Linked DNA regions of Bombyx mori: region 1 is linked to region 2. A link is a contact called in public Hi-C data. All regions are on one chromosome and are shown on one strand. Each heading gives the region's core, a stretch centred on a gene start, on an enhancer-like site or on the middle of the called end of the contact. The rest is flanking DNA. Distances are from core to core; before and after follow the strand shown. Region 1 overlaps LOC101736417 (glycogen [starch] synthase). Region 2 holds the start of LOC100134918 (sid-1-related gene2).

Region 1 (3,604 bases), core at 679-3,178, 160 kb after region 2:
TGGATGAAACTTGGGACAGGAAAATTTATTATGTTTTAAATAAATTGCAATACATAAGCACGAATATGAATTGTGGGCTCATGGTATTCATATTTAAATATATGCTCAATTTATGATCAACGTTCTTACTAATTTATAGTAAGATGATTTCGATAAGTTTATAATTCTAGTTCGCTATTAAATTTTTTATTAAATTTCTAAAGGATTTATTATCACGCGATGTATGGACATAGTTGAAGCACAAATGAAATAAAATAATTTATTTTAAATTTATTTGTAAGTAATGATTACACGTTGCGCATTGTACTGGCGGACGCACGTTCGTCGGAGGCGAATAATGTGCATCTGTTATGATGCGGACAATGTGCTCGCCATAATAAAACCCCTGGTTTATTCGTGTAATACTGGTTGTTTTTACTGGGGGTAGGACCTCTTGTAAGTCCGCGCGGGTAGGTACCACCACCCCGCCTATTTCTGCCGTGAAGCAGTAATGCGTTACGGTTCGAACGGTGGGGCAGCCGTTGTAACTATACTGAGACCTTAGAACTTATATCTCAAGGTGGGTGGCAACATTTACGTTGTAGATGTCTATGGGCTCCCAAAAAAACTTGGATACAAGAACAAAATTTGCTCATAATTACTCATTAATGATCTCTTCAAATCAGATATTAAAGCGCGGTTTCCTTTACCTCGACTCAACCGAGGAAACGCCTTGAGGAATCCCTGTTTTCACACTGTGCAATTAGCGGTTATTTCGACGCCGCTTGAAAACGTTTTAAATATTAATTATAAGTGAAAATAAACTTAGTTTTAGAGGTGATTAAAAAAAAAGTTAAACAAAATCATATTCCTCGAGTGTGAGTTTATTTAACCGATTCCTCAACTCAACCGAGGATTAATTTCGAGTAATGCAATCGCGTGTTGAGTGGAATCGGAGTTTGAGGTAATGAGTCGTCTGGGCGTCTCAGAGTGCCAACACCTATACAAGCACTGGATTGCACACGTCTCAAGCTAGCAATAGATCAGTGCCATACAGTTGGATCTTAGCTGTAAATAAATATTAAGTTTTTTAATAAAATGTTTTATTTTCATATTTAACTCTTGTGTTTTATTTCAAACTAGCTGAGTTCCGCGATGTTACCCATGGTTATTGTCGTACCGCAGGTGACGCCGCGGGGCGAAGCTAGTCTAGAAAAACTAGCCTAAGTTACTCCTTATATCATCAGCTACCTATCAGTGAAAGTCCCGTCAAAATCGGTCCCGCCGTTCCAGACGGGATTGGTTCTATTATTACCTTAAGCGCTTGGTATAGATGGTGTGAACACTTGCGCTTGGTGTTCAAATAACATCTCCAGCTGAAACCTCCATATTTGAAACCGACATAAAATATATTTATTGATGAGTAGCAGTAGTATCCAGTAGCTCAGCTGCGCTTAGCATAATAAAATTTAAGCGCTGTCGGCCGTTGAATACTAAAACATATTTGAAAACGACATCTATTGATGAAGTAGTAGAAGTAATATCCAGTAGCTCAGCACAATAAAATTTGAGCGCCATCTGTCGTCGAATACCAAAACATATTTGAAAACGACATCTATTGATTAGTAGTGAAGTATCCAGTAGCTCAGCGCAATAAAGATTAAGCGCCATCTGTCGTCGAATACCAAAACATATTTGAAAACATCTATTGATCAGTAGTGAAGTATTCAATAGCTCAGCACAATAAAGATTAAGCGCCATCTGTCGTCGAATACCAAAACATATTTGAAAACGACATCTATTGATTAGTAGTGAAGTACCCAGTAGCTCAGCACAATAAAGATTAAGCGCCATCTGTCGTCGAATATCAAAACATATTTGAAAATGACATCTATTGATGAATGCTTGAAGTATTGACCCAGTAGCTCCACCTAGTTCTATAAAAACTCACTTAATAGTATAAAAATTGAGAAATAGATGGCCGTATGAGACGGTACCTAATTTATTAAGCCGTGAAACAAAGCCTACTATTTTAATAATTGATAAATTATTTTTTATTGTTATATGCATATGGTTTATCGTAAACAATAGCATGTTCGGAGTTATTGTTATGTTTCTAATAACAATTTCATTGTAATAGATCGTTTATCTAGTTAAACAACAGTATACTCGTAATTTCTGTGTACTGAAAATTAAAATTTTCCACTGTACCCAATGAATTGGATTTTAAATACTTAAGTAGTACAATGCTTGAATTAATACGGAAGCATCTAGATGAAGTCTTCTATGAATCTAGTTGCTTTTAGGGATTACAAAGTTGAAATGTGATTTTCTTTTTTGAGGTTGGAAATCGCGCGACCTCCGCGTCAAGGGCAGTAGGCGGATGTCATATTGAAGTTGAATACAGTAAAACCTGCTTCCGAGCCCCCGTTGAGACGGACCTTAGCCGAGACAACCGTGTAACCTTTGTATCTCAACTGCAGTGGTGTAGCGGGGGGCGGTTGGGGGTTTGGGGGTCAAGAAGGGGCATCATGTCCCTCGCGCTACTCACAAAGGGGCGCCAAATGGTTCACAAAACAAAAAATTGCTGGATAATTTTTATTTTCATTATAATTGTTTTCTGGAAAATATTACGCTAAAAAGGTATTGTCTCCCGGGCGTGAGTTAAGATCGCTACGTCACTGCTCAACGATTCGGTGTTCCACAACCTTTGTCAATATCATTACCGGGCTTACTTAACTCCGTAATTCGGCAGTCAATGCAACTTCAGTACAGCGTGAGTCGGTTGCATTCATTTCTAAGTACGTCTTTAAGATTTGAAGTCGTCGTGGCCTAAAGGATAAGACGTCCGGTGCATTTGTATATAGCGATGCAACGGTGTTCGACTTCCGCTGGCGGGTACCAATTTTTCTAATGAAATACGTATTTAACAATTGTTCACGATTGACTTCCACGGTGAAGGAATAACATCGTGTAATAAAAATTAAACCCGCAAAATTATAATTTGCGTAATTGCTGGTGGGAGGACCTCTTGTGAATCCGCACGGGTAGGTACTACCGCCCCGCCTATTTCTACCGTGAAGCAGTAATGCGTTTCGGTTCGAAGGGTGGGGCAGCCGTGGTAACTATACTGAGACCTTAGAACTTATATCTCAAGGTGTGTGGCGCATTTACGTTGTAGATGTCTATGGGTTTCAGTAACCACTTAACTCCAGGTGGGCTGTGAGCTCGTCCACACATCTAGGCAATAAAAACAAAAGTAACTTGATTATTTTTTTCTATATTCGTTTAGCGTATGAAACAATATTTTTTTTTTATATATCAACATTATGTTTTTTACAAAATCTATTTGGTGTTAAGGATCGAAGGCTTGTGACTGGCGCTCATTGTGATGGTAATTTGTCTGCTTTAAGCTCCCTATACCGTAGATTAGGGGAAATAGGGACACTTTCAAATTCCAACACAAATTTTCAGCGGTTTTCTTAGGGCAATACCAATTTGTTGTGGCTGTGCTGTGTGCTGAAAGCCTTCCCTAAGCTTTTAACTAAGAATTCCCGAGGCGTCCACTAGAACGAGGAGACAGATCTTTAACGATCACGACCGAAATACAACTTTCTGGGCTTGA
Region 2 (3,733 bases), core at 472-2,971:
TTCCAATACCTATACTCTGCTGTTTTATTTCTTATCAGTTGCCAGACACTTCTACTGTGTTTAAGATAAATAAACTATTAATTTCAAATTAAATCTATTGTTATTAATTTATCATAATCATATCATATTTTTACATACTATTTGTCCCTTATTTCAAAGAATATGTATAGATATGAATTTGTCTCAAAATAATTTGGTCACTCTACACTCACAACAGATATTTAGTGTAGCATGTCAGAACATGTTTCATCAGGTTAGGAAATAACATGAATTATATACATATGCATACCATGTTCTAAAAATGATCAGGTTTATAGAATGGCTAATATAGATTCACTTTGATGATAAAGTAAATATTGATTTCATTGAGATCCTGCATTCACTACACCAGATGTAAGAGAGCTGTTCTCAAAAAGTGGCAAATATTGTGACAGGTACTGTTTACATTTCTTCTCTTTTACGAAAATAATAATTATAACCTATACTAATATATAAATCTACAGGAGTTTCTATGGATGTTCCGTTATAGCTACTGAACCATGCCTCCGATTGACTTGAAACTTGGTATCCATGTAGAAGATACATGTACTTAATGGATAGGCCACGGGCGAGTACACTTAGTCAATTATAAAAATTTCATTTTACTAAATTAAACTCTGTTCGATCAAGGTCTATTCGATCTAATTTTATGTAATTTTAGGAACTTCAAAATCAAGCTATTATATCACCTGTTATGTCACCCAAAGATGGCAGATTGAACCACAGATTAATGCAATGTTTACTGTTATTTAGACCAAAATTAAACTGTTTATCTTTCTTTAACTATAGTACATTTAATATAATAGTTACTTACAAGGTTAATTAACAGTGGATACTTGGGTCAAGGGGTATATTAGTAATTTACAAAACACAAACATGAAAAATAATATTTGTTTGGTGTATAGCTTAAAACATTTTTTTTTTAACTCTGAATCTAAATTTAATGAGCATTCGACAGAACATGTTGCCTTTCATTTATTACTTAGTTTAACATAATATTGACAAATTTTCAAGTATGGGAAACTAAAAAAAATGATAAAAGTTCTCAAAATACTTTGAAGTTATTTGAATTTTTTGTTTTTAATAACAAAACACGACACAAATAATTATTCACAACATTGCTGGGCGTCTTTCTGTCATATTTATTATTAAAAAAACTAAACGTCATTTGAGACAGTTTTTGTGCTCGCTAAATAACTCAATTAGGTTCTAGAATGTTTCTATGGCTTTGAATTGAAATATCGTGGGGTTTTTTATGTGTTTGTCAAACACAATTGCATTTCTAACTTACCTCAAGGCTCTGACTCTCTTATAAGGTGGGCTGTGAGATACAGGCGCCTGGGATTCATCTCTGATGCCGTCATCATCGTCCAGATTACTAAAATCTAGCTTCCTAGGCACAATGGACGCTGGTATCGGGCTCAAATTATCAGAAAATATGTTAAAAGGATCCGACATGTCACAAGATGTCTCGACAGACAATTCAGACGAATTGTGCTTATTGTTTAGTCCTGTTTTCATTCTGTACCACTCAGTCATGTCCGTTTCCACATATAAAAAACAATATTAAAGATGAAACACTAAACAAATCACTGTTTTCTTAATAATACTTTCAAAACGATTTCACTTATCCCAATCAACGTTATGGCGGATGACGCATAGCACCTGTTCGAGCGTTCGACCAATAACAGCGTAGCAGATGACCGGTGAGAGAAACATTCAAATTTTATTGGCTGTGTTTTTTTTTTTTAAATAACGATGTTCGATATCCCCTGTTCATTGGTTAGTTGATAAATGCGTTCAGGAAACGAATGCGATCAGGTTGTAATTTCGAATGATTACTTTCTTTTTCCAAAAATAAATCGTTAAAATAAATTGTCCCTTGGCAATAATGTGACACTGTTTAAAACTTGCATAAGTTCCATCATGCTTTATGTAAGTGTAGTGTTTGCTCAACAACCCGCACTCAGACCTTATAATTCATTCAAGCCTGTCAGGATAGCCGTCGGAGCACCTTGGTATGTGAGGAATGAATGGATCTCAAAATAGCATCGGAACGCTTTTACGAAAAAGCGGCGCGACACTGTCTGTCGGTATTCCGATCTGGTGGTTTGGTCTGGTCAGCGAAGCATTGCTCCAGGGCAAATCTTAACAAACTGAGCCCCGTATGTCCACACATTTGGTAAAGCTGGTTTAACCCCTTGAGGTTACTAGCAGTAGATAGGTAAAAATCATGGAAACCTGGCCTTTTGATGAAACTTTAGGCCTCGTAATCAATTTTCGACGACGATAGAGCTACATCATCAAACTTCTCCTGGTGTGGTCTGATATCCACATTACACTGAGTGCGATCAGGCGGTAATTCCGGCTTCTCGACGTGGTGTACTTCTGCCAATGCTGCCGGCTTAAGCATTCCCTCAGGGACTCAGCATGCGGATCGCCAGATTTTTGGATGAACGGAGAATTAATGAAGTCATTGACGACGGTGTTCTAATGCCGTTACTCTGGTATTTTACAAGCCTCCACGATTGGAAGCCTTGGGCTCAATGTTTCGAGCGTTACTAAGTATCGGAGTCATTCGGAAGGTAAAGACAAGATGACTTCAAAAACGTTGGAAGTCCTCAACAGAGCGAGCCGGTGCTTCAGGCCTGGACATACTACCTGAAACCACTGCGTTGATCCACAGTGTATAATCCCAGATATTTTTTTTGCTATGTACCATTCGGATCTGGAATGAGTTCCCCTGCATGGTGTTTCCGGAGCATAGCGGTCATAGACATATCCTTCTTCCTGGCATTGCTGACGTCTATTATGGACAGTGGCTACATGTCTGCATACATACATGCATTCTACATGGGCTGTGATATGTGAGATGGGAAAGATCCAATGCTACTAATTGGTTTGGTTTAAGAGGGAGGTAATTACTTTCATAGATAATACACATAAATCAATTATAGATAAGCAACTCAAGCACTCAAAAAAAATATTTACGGGCGTCGGCCACTAGATGGCTTCGCTTCGGTTAGTTTTTCATTGCTCCTGTTGATGGTGGTAATAAATTACCCATCCTATGTTTTATTTTAATGAAGGATTTTCAGAAACCACAAATTGATAAAATTTGACAGTGATATGAGTTACAGAATTATTATTTCATTAATATCTTAAAAAGCACCCCACGCTTTTTTTACAATAAAAATAATTTTTTTTTACACTATTTTCAATTTAACTTTATTAAAATTTATTTTCTATTTTTTAGTTGAATTTTATATAAAGCGTGTTTTTTAGTTTTTTTAAAACTATTATTTATTATTTAATAGATGTCACTACTATTCGTTTGCAAACTAAATTCTACACCAAAAATAAAGAATACAAGAAGTACTTATAGTTACTACTAGATGTCGCTAATTTAAAACTGTAATAATGCTTAGTTTATTTAGCAACAGATGTCACTACTATTTTCCTGTGGCTTATGCCTAGTTTGAAAAATATATTTAATCACAATCATATAGTTTTTAAAGAATACACACGAAAAACGCACTGAAGTTGTCGTGGCCTAAAGGATAAACCCGGTGCAATCGTACAAAGCGATATATCGGTGTTCGAATCCTGCTCACGGATACTAGTTTTCTAATGAAAAACGTACCTACTTAAGAATTATTATTGTTCACGATTGACTTCCACAATGAAGAAATAA

Evidence for each region. Hi-C and Micro-C count contacts between places; a contact is called where the count stands out from the background.
Region 1: a contact with region 2 is called in a Hi-C map of whole pupa, with 2.0 times the contacts expected there. The contact joins the enhancer-like site here to the promoter of LOC100134918 in region 2. A contact is called at or near these places in 2 of 7 Hi-C or Micro-C datasets (posterior silk gland and whole pupa).

What each region holds. Positions count from the first base shown.
Region 1 is chr23:16,246,898-16,250,501 of ASM3026992v2, forward strand. LOC101736417 (glycogen [starch] synthase) reads left to right here. Exons shown (of 18, transcript XM_004930682.2): 18 at 1-1,098. Among protein-coding and RNA genes, the nearest start is that of Mir3258, 6.6 kb to the left of the region's middle. Within about 2 kb of position 1,929, at least 8 of the 8 cell types and tissues checked have open chromatin away from gene starts, as enhancers often do.
Region 2 is chr23:16,084,922-16,088,654 of ASM3026992v2, forward strand. LOC100134918 (sid-1-related gene2) reads right to left here and starts at 1,722. Exons shown (of 29, transcript XM_004930678.5): 1 at 1,331-1,722. The coding sequence starts at 1,578.